2 separate regions of the Anas platyrhynchos genome follow, and region 2 is linked to region 1. The links are chromatin contacts, called in public Hi-C maps. All regions are on one chromosome and are shown on one strand. The core of a region is the stretch at or near the end of the contact, and the rest is flanking DNA. Distances in the headings are between cores, read along the strand shown.

Region 1 (4,342 bases), core at 726-3,225:
AGTTGGCTTTGGCTTTGCCCTGAGCTCAGATGTGTTCATGGCTGGCAGGAAGGTGCTGCCCTGGGGCTCCAGCACCGTGGGCACTGGGGATTAATGCAGCTGCAGGCTGGGTTTTGGGGCTTTCTGAGTAAAAGGGAAGGGAGGCTGGCAGCCTTACCCAGGGTGAGAGGGATGTTTTCCTGTATCACCGCGGGAGCTGCTGCAGTAACCTGTGGGCACGCAGCTCTGCTTGGCAGTGCCAGGATATTCAGACTTCTCCCCTAACGGGGTTGGTGGGCATGATGTGAGGCTGTCCTGAGTGAGAAGGAGGTTTAACCTGGGGAAAATAGGGGCGATTCGGATTCTGAGGGAGGTGTGGGCAGATTCCTCGGAGGAGAAGGCTGCGGTGGCCGAGCTGCTGCCGCCGAAGAGCCGCGTTTGAACCGCGAAATGAAAAACGCACCAGACACTTCAGCTCTCCCTCCTTTCGCTCTCGATAGCGTGTTGCCTTGGAAAAGATGCCTCTGAGGGGCCGTGGCCCTTTTCCGTTCCGTTTTTGCTGCTCCCTCGGAGCTGCATCTTGATGAGGCGGTGCCGAGCCCAGCTGGGAGCCTGCTGCCCCTCGCCGCGAGCCGCACCGCGGTGGCGCTGAACCGGGGAGCGTTCTCTGCGGATGCTGGGCTGGGTGGCTGATGGGGAGAATAAACTGTTGGCCATGAGACAAAAAAATATCCTCTCTCCAAAGACGTGAGGAAACCAGGACAGCTTTTCTGTCTGCACATTATTTCCATCAGCAGTTCTGTGCTGCTTCTCACCGGAAAACCACGTATTGTCTCAGCTATTTGTTCCTAATAGGCAAAGCCACTCTTGAGGCATTAGTTGCCGAGTTGAGGGGCTGCATTTACTTCTTGGTCTGTGACACATTTCCAAGAATTACATGCATTTTATGGGGCTTAAAACATTTGTTAATGAAAGAGAGAGAGAAAGCTGGGCGAGACAATTCAGCAGGACAAGATTATGCTTTTAGCGGAGTCATTTGTAATTTCTAAGTCTGGGAAGAGGAAAAAATGATTGGGAAGCGTCTGAGTGGAGCTCGGAACTGGCAGGGCTGTTTCCAGAGTGAGTTTAACTGTGGATGCTGTGAGACCAGGCTGATCTCGGTGCTGTTAAGTGGCTGGGAGCAGCAGGCAAGCCTGGGGTGCAGGACCACCCCTCGGAAGGTCTCGCTGCCTTCGCAGCTTTGGAAGTTGGGTTATTAGCAGTCTTCTGGCTTCATTACTGAGCAGCCATCCTTACAAACTGCTTGTGGACATGAGGGTTGTGATAAAGCTCATGCAGTTAATCCGTGCATCACTCTGAGCCTGTTTGAGGGACGTGTTCTCGGTGTGCTCGTCCAGGGGAAGGGTTGAGAACTGGGACCGATCCTTGGCCGTGAGCTCTGGACGCGTGCATATCTGGGCTGTTTACACGTCTAAATCTCCTTTTTGCCTCCGTGCTCAGCCAGCAGCAGCAATAGCTGATAAGGACCTGATGAGCAGCTGCGCAGGTCTCCATCACTGCTATTAGTCGCTCTGCGTGTCTGTGTGACCTCCTAAAACGAGGCAGCACGGTGCCTCCCTTCCAGCAGCTACTCTGCCTCCTCCAGCAGACGCTGGGCCTCGCTTTGCTTCTAGCAGCACCTTCATCTCCCTGCTCTCTCATCCCATCCACCTGCTCTCGGGGTCCTTCCATGAGCTTCGCTCCCTCCCTGTGGGCACGGGGTGTTGCTGGAGGGCTGGCACAGCCCTGCGAGCTGCACGGTGGTCGGAGCAGATGCAGGATGCCTGGATCAGAGATGGGAGCATGCAGCCTGGAACAGAGAGAGAGAGAGAGAGGTGCTATTCCTGCCTCCGCTGCTGACTCAGTGCGTGACGGAGGCAGTCGATTCTTTATCTAGGGCAGCTTTGCAAACTGTTTGAGCTCTTGGGGTAAAACGCACCACGTGAGGCGAGTATTACCAAACACACTGGTGCTTACTTAAACAGTGTCCTAGGAGTCATCCGCTTACCCCTCACCCCATTCCACGGTGCTGCAGTCACGGCGTTGTGAGGAGCTCCGTTTGTTCCTCGGTGCCAGGAGTGCTCTTTGTGGTGGTTTTAGGGATGGAGCTAAATGTTGCCCAGCAGAGCGCTCCCCAGCCAGCACCGTTTTTATGGGGGGTTTCTGCCTTTTTTTTTTGGGCTTACCGGCCTCGGCCGTTGGTTTAGGCCATGAGCTGTGCTGTGAACACTAACAAAGTAATTGACGTGGCAAATCCTGGTAACAGATTCTGGAGTTTTTCCCATTAACACCCCCAGAAAAGAAGTAGACCCTTTATGGCTTTTATTCATCACTTCCTCATCTGTCTCTTTCCCAAATACAGCCAGGCCCCTTTTACCCCGCTGTGGATAACAGCAGCAGTAAGGATGGGTTCGTAAGGCGAAGGCAATGTCTGTTATTAGATCAGCTCCGTACGTCTGGAGAAAACAGGCGTGCTTTGGGCAGTGAGCCTCTCAAAAGCAGCAGCTTTACAGCGAAGTCGCAGTTGTAGCAGAAAGACATTACCTGCTCGTGTGAACCTTGGTTTGCTCATATCCTTGAGCACTCGTATTTCTTTTCAAGCCAGAATCAGAAGGCTGTCTTCCTGCCTGCTTTTCCCCACTTGAGCATCTCTTTCCCTGGAGGCGAGGTGGCTGTCACGTTGCTGCAGGGCACGGAGCCCGGTGCTGCTGCTGCTGGATGGAGCCAGGTGAGCTCAGGCTGCGTGGGGGGACGAGAAATGAAATCCCCCCCATGCCTTCCACCTTAGCATAGGCTGATGTTGCCTCTGAATAGGTGCTCCCTTGAGCTAGCTGAGAATAGCCAGGCACAAGTAAAGCAGAATTGCTTTTTCTATCACTGAGAGCTTGCCGAAGAGCTGCCGTGCCGCGGATTTGCCGGCCGTGCTCTTGGCAGAGGTGCTGGAGCTGGCTCCCAGGACCCTCGGTGGCGTCTGCATATTCTCCAACAAAGCCACGGACCTTTGTCACGTAACGCCAGATAAGAACAGAGCCGGCTGCTCCCCAGCAGGCCAGCCGTGTGTCTGCGTGATGCCCTGTCTCTGTGCATCCGCGCGTGCTGGTGCTGCGGGCGGTGCTGCCCCGGCTCCGCATGCTGCGCCTGGCCGCGCAGAGCCTGCTCGCTGCTCTGCAGAGCCGGGGGCCAGTCCTGCTTCTTCCCTTCTCTTCCACCTCTTTTTATTCCCTCTACGCTTCCACTTGCTCTTCCCATTTCTGAGACTGCTTTTCTACCACGTATGTGGCTTGCTGCTCTTCCTATAGGATGTGAGTCAGGCGTGATCTGCATGTAGTCCCCTCGCCAGGCTGGCTGGCTGCACTTCTCGGAGCCCGTTGCTCCGGCAGGGCCGTGCTGCCGGGGAGCCCTGTGGGATCACGGCTACGGGGCTGGGTGCAGGAAACCCGAACCTCGCTGCCATCCGCCCTGGCAGGCCGCTGGTCACCGGGTAAGTCTCTTCCCCTTTCTGTGTCGCAGATTTCCCCGTCTGTAGCAGGGACAATGCCACTTCCCCCTTTTGTACAAGAGTTAACAGCTATCGGTGGAAAAAGGCTGTTAACAGGCCGTGTGGTGGTGGTGCTCAGGCTCGGCTTTACATTGTTGGAGGGTTTTAATTTCTTCCCTTTCTGCATGAATGTTTGTGTGGCGGTGTGCACTGGAAGCTGGGATAGGAAAAGAGAAGGTGGGACTCGAGGAACAGGCAGCAGCAAGGCCAGGAAATATATATGGCAAGCAGAAATTAGGGCAAAGGGCATTATGCTTTGATGCACATTAATGTAGCTTTAAAAGCAATTAATTGGAAAAAAAAAAAAGGCTGAATTAACATGTTTAAAATGCATTTTTAATGATGCGTTGCAGCCAGCACCGTGCATGCCAAATTTCACACCGGCTGCCCATTTTGCAGAGCCCCATTTCCAACAAGCTCCTGGAGCTCTGCGGTGCGGTGGGAGGGCGCTCGGCCAGCCCCTGCTCTCCTACCCCTGCCATGCACCAAGGGCACTGCAGGAGCCTTTTGGGAGCCCTGTTCCTGCTCCCTGCTCCCTTCCTTGCCAAATGTGCCAGGGTTCGGGAGGGATTTGAGGCTGGGAACTCCAAAAGCAGAGGCTGCGGCTTCCCTCCTGCAAGGGTTTTGCCTGCCTTCAGCTCGGGGAGGTGCTGGGGGGACTCGGCGCTGGCTGGGACCCAGTCTGCAAGGCGAGGGGAGGTGGGTGCCTCCGATCCCAGCGCCGCTAGCCGGGCTGGTAAATCACCAGGCTCCTCTCCGCTCCGTGCTTTCTGCCTGGCTTTGTTA
Region 2 (4,342 bases), core at 1,363-3,862, 61 kb before region 1:
CAGGTAGGTGCTGCGAGGGCACGGGTTTCCTTCAGCACTGCCTGAACGGTGGCTGCAGCCCGTGTCCTGGTACTGCCCTGTGCTTTCCATCGCTGTCCCCGCTCCGGTGCGGCGGTGGGAAGAGCTGCCCCGTGATTCCAGCCACGTGGGGAAAGTGAGCTCCCGGACGTCACCAGCCTGCGAAAGTGCCAGGCTCTTGATCGTCAGCAGAGGAGCTGAGGGGCCGCTTACTTCATCTCTGCAGTCCCATTTCATTTGCAGCTCTGGAAGGCTTTCGTTGGAGGTGATCCAGGGATAAATTCCTTGTGCGAGGCAAGCGTTTTCCAAAAGTGCGTTGCTGTTGGTTCCCCTCCTCGCCCCCCCCCATCCTTTTGTCTCTGGAAGGAGGCTCTACATCTGCTTATGTTGGCCGGGAGAGATGCTCTTGGAGAATACAAATTAATGTTTTAAGACGTTGAACCTCCGGTGTTCGTCTAATCACCGCATTTCTGCGTTTGCGGCGTGTTCAGTGGGCTCCATTTATCATGATGAAGTTTAGTTGTGCGCAGCTCTCTCGCTGGTCTTCCAGCCCTCTGCCCGAGGCACATATCCTTCCATTAATTTTCTGCTATTATCCACTCAGGTGTCCTGTGTGATCCAACATGCTTAATTTCATTCTACCGAGCGCAAGCTCTTCCGATCTGAAGTTAGCAGCGTGATTTGCAAGCATCATAAGGAAATGAATCTTTCTTTTCTGGAGATAACTGCTTCCTGAATTTCTGTTCTATTTGTAATGCGCTAATAACCTCCATCCACCAAATCCTGCTCGACTGGAGATCCTGTTTGCGTCCCTTGGGCTTTGAACTGGAGCGCTCCTCGCCGTGTTGGAGTTGCATCCAGAGCCTGCCGAGGGCTGCTGGGGCTTGGGGCCGGGCCAAGCAGGAGCTGGGCAGTGCATTAGGTCCGACGTGGCTCTCCGTAGCTGCAGCAAGCAGTTGGAAGACGTGGGTGTAAGAGGCCTTGGGAAAAGGGAAAAAAAGGCCTGTGTTGAAAGAGGCTGAGCGCACGAACCCAGGGAACGTGGTGATGGGCGTGGTGTAAACCTCTCCTGCAGAAGCAAGCTGGTTATATAAAAGCTGACTTGAAACGGGCCAGGTTTCAGAGCTGGCCTCCCTACAAAGCATGACCCGGGGCAGAGTCTCTTTGGCTGTCAGGAAAGCTTTGAGAGCTGTGCTGCGGCTTCCCAGCTGGTTGTGCTCTCAGAGCACGCCTTCAAAGACGCGGGGCTGTGGGTGTCTCCGGCCCTGGGGGAGGAGGAGGAGGCCACATCCCTCTGGGCTCTGACACCCCCTGGTCCTCCACAGCATCCCCGATGCCTGCGCTGGTCCTCGGCTGGAGGAGAGGCTGTATCTGACACCCCGTGATGCACCTGCTGATTTATTTTGGCCACGGGCAGAGGCCGTATGCACCCGCAGCTCTGCCCCGAGCTGTGGTGGTGCAGCTTGGCCCACTGGAGATGTGAAGGGCTCTCATTTGGGGTGCTGTTCCTTGCAAATCTGTCCCCACCGTGCTCAGATCACTTGGCTTTTTCCCTTGCTGCAGAGCCCACCTGCTCCGTTCCAGGATCCATTTGCCTCTCCTACCGGGCAGAACTTCCCACCCGAGGTCCAGGCTGAATCCCGGCGTTTTTCTCCAAAAGGGGAACCTGGCAAAGGCAGCAGGAGCCGGGTGCTGGAGGAGACGACCGCGGTGAGACGGCCTCCCCGGGTGACCGGGTGTGTGAGGGCTGCCAGGGCTGCCGAGGAGGCCGGGAACGAGGTCATTTTTCATTGCCTGGGCCTCCGGGCTGGGAACGCCCGACTCGCGGGCCCTGCAGAAAAAATGCAGAAAACTTGTGGGCTGAGCAAATACCTCCCGGAGCAGATGGTTTTGTGCAGGGGAGTGAAGCTTAGAAGCAAAAGCAAACAGGCGCTGGCTAACGGAGAAGGGTGAGGCCGGGGAAAAACGCTGAGACACGTTTGTCTGCCTCTGGAGCCATTTCTGTCTTGGCTGCTTCCAGGATTTAATGCTGACGCTCCCGGACTTGACAGGGCAGCGTTTTGGTAGATGCTTGTTAAAGCCCTCAGCCGGTGCTACGCACTTAAAAACCCAACAATTTATGGTGGTTTCTGCCTGCACAGACGCTTCACGGGCTGCTGAGACCTGGAGCTCTGCTCCCCTGGGACTCAGGAGCTGCCGGCCGAGCGCTGAGCCGGAGCCGTGGCGCGCTCGTGTGCGTGCTCCGGAGGAGCAAGGAGCATCCTGCCCCCAAAATCCTGGGGGTGGGTTTGTAAACCAAGGCAGGAGGGTTGTGTGACGACGGACCCGGGTTGTTCATTAGCTAATGAGGCTCTGTAATGTTCTGAGAAGGATCTCGGAGCGTGTAGGCAGCGGGAGGAATGTGTCTGTGCCTCCCCTCCAGCCTGCTGCCGATGCGTGCGTTAATCTGTTTGCATTCGCTCTGCAAAGGCGTGTTTATATCGGGTTTTCAGGGAAGTCTGTTTCCTTTTAAACGGAATGAAGATAAAGCAGGGACACTTGAGCCTTTTATGGGTAGGATCTGTAATCCTCCGCGCGAGGGAAGTTCTCTTGGAGGCTTTGTTTAACAGCGCGGCGGTACAGTGCGCTGCTGCCTATTCTCAGCCTGCTTTGCATACGTAATTAATTTGTCCCCTACAGTAATTTCTCTGTAGCGATAACGCAGCGCTCTGAACGCCACGCTCGTGTGGTTATGGGAGAGTAAACGGAGAGCAGCCACTCGTGGTGCAAGTGAGTGCGGTGATGAGGTGGGTGTGTGGATAATGCTGAGCCCCGAGTGCTACCAGCACGCTGCCCTGCTCTCAGCCCCCGGCACAGGTAGTTCATGCCCTGAACAATTCCCAGCCCAAACCCTGATCATAACAAGTACAAAGAGCGCGCGTTATGCTTGGGAAGTCTCTTCTACAGGTGTTTTCCATTTGACTCTTTGAGCGGTGAAGTTTCGCTCGCTGTTTTTTCATAGACGGGGAAATTGAGGCTTGGAGACCTGAAGCGGCGCGTTCCAGTTGACACAGGGAGATGGTACCGGAGCCAAGACGAGCCATCGGGTATTTTGTGGCTTTCCATTCTGTGCTGGTGCTGCTCAGCATCCTTGCAGAGAGGGTATAGGCATCCAGGGACCCGCTAGCTCTGGCTGGACAGCAGCAGGCACAAATGCCAGCTTCGCCTTTCTCCTTCAAGGGACAGAAAACGCTGACGTGAGTTTGCTTGTAGCAGAGGAGCCCCTTAATGGAAAGGGCACGGTGTGTCATCGGGCTGAGCCGAGTGTCAGCTGCTTCCTGCTCGGCTGGCATTTGATCTGCGGCAGAGATGGAGCCCTGGTGACGCAGCCCATTGATGCTGTTCGAGGGAAGCCTGCGCTCCTGATTCATGTGGCTTTCGGAAGCTGTCCCACAAGGATCTGTCTGAGGGTCGCCTCGTGTTTGTTTTTCCTTCTCTGTGCTTTCAATCTTCTAGACATCCTCCTCGCCTGGCGTTCTTCAAAACCAAATATTTTTGGTATTCTTGGTAGTTTGTTTAAAGGAAAGTTGAAAACCAACAAAAAAGGCTGCTGTTTTGCATGCGTTCCTTTCCGTGTGCGGGGTTTTCACTGCGGGGTTTTCACTGCGCGGTTCTAAATGGCTGAGTTATTAAACTTGAAAAGCATCTGCTCTTCAGAAACCCTTCACGTGTGCTGTAAACATGACGGATAACGAGGCAGAGCCTGGTCTGACTGACACAGCTCTGCTGTAACACGGGGTTGCGTGGAGCCTAACCCTCTGCTTTCTCCATCTGGCCGGTGACTGGACTTGTGAAGCCGTCTCCCCTCCCCGAGCAGGGACTCCTGAATGCCAGGCCTGCCTTTCCTTCCTATCCACCTCCTCCTCAGTGCCTCTGAGCCTCCTTTTTTCTGCTCCATGGCACGAGCAAGCAGCTCTGCCTGGGCAGAGTGGGAGCCTTGTGTCCTACCTACAGCATTTTGGGGCGGTTTTCCTCTTCCACCTCACCCACGAACCAGCAGCACCCAGCACCGGGCTGCCGGTGGTCACGGGGGGGCTGTTTTGGGGTCGAAAACCTTCCCCATGAAAGGCTCTGGCAGTGCCAGCAGCGGGGAGGGCAGGAGGCAGCTGCGCCGTGCCAAAGGGCTCTTTCAGCTCCTTTCAGCTCTCCCCGTTAGGGGTCCTGGCTCACGGCACATTGGATGCCTTGTGCAGATGTCTTGGCTGGGAAAGAAGAAATGGCCCCTTCTCCTCCCCCCGTGAGCAGATAGAGGGAAGCTATTGATTTGCTCGTGGTGAAAGCGAGC

The links. Hi-C and Micro-C count contacts between places; a contact is called where the count stands out from the background.
Region 2: a contact with region 1 is called in a Hi-C map of liver, with 2.6 times the contacts expected there. The contact joins two enhancer-like sites. A contact is called at or near these places in 2 of 8 Hi-C or Micro-C datasets (liver and skeletal muscle).

Annotation. Positions count from the first base shown.
Region 1 is chr16:3,923,439-3,927,780 of IASCAAS_PekinDuck_T2T, reverse strand. All of the region lies in intron 4 of NCOR2 (nuclear receptor corepressor 2), which reads left to right. Among named protein-coding and RNA genes, the nearest start is that of NCOR2, 88 kb to the left of the region's middle. Within about 2 kb of position 1,975, at least 7 of the 8 cell types and tissues checked have an H3K27ac peak or open chromatin away from gene starts, as enhancers often do.
Region 2 is chr16:3,984,966-3,989,307 of IASCAAS_PekinDuck_T2T, reverse strand. The region is part of intron 1 of NCOR2 (nuclear receptor corepressor 2); the gene reads left to right. Among named protein-coding and RNA genes, the nearest start is that of NCOR2, 26 kb to the left of the region's middle. Within about 2 kb of position 2,612, at least 3 of the 8 cell types and tissues checked have an H3K27ac peak or open chromatin away from gene starts, as enhancers often do.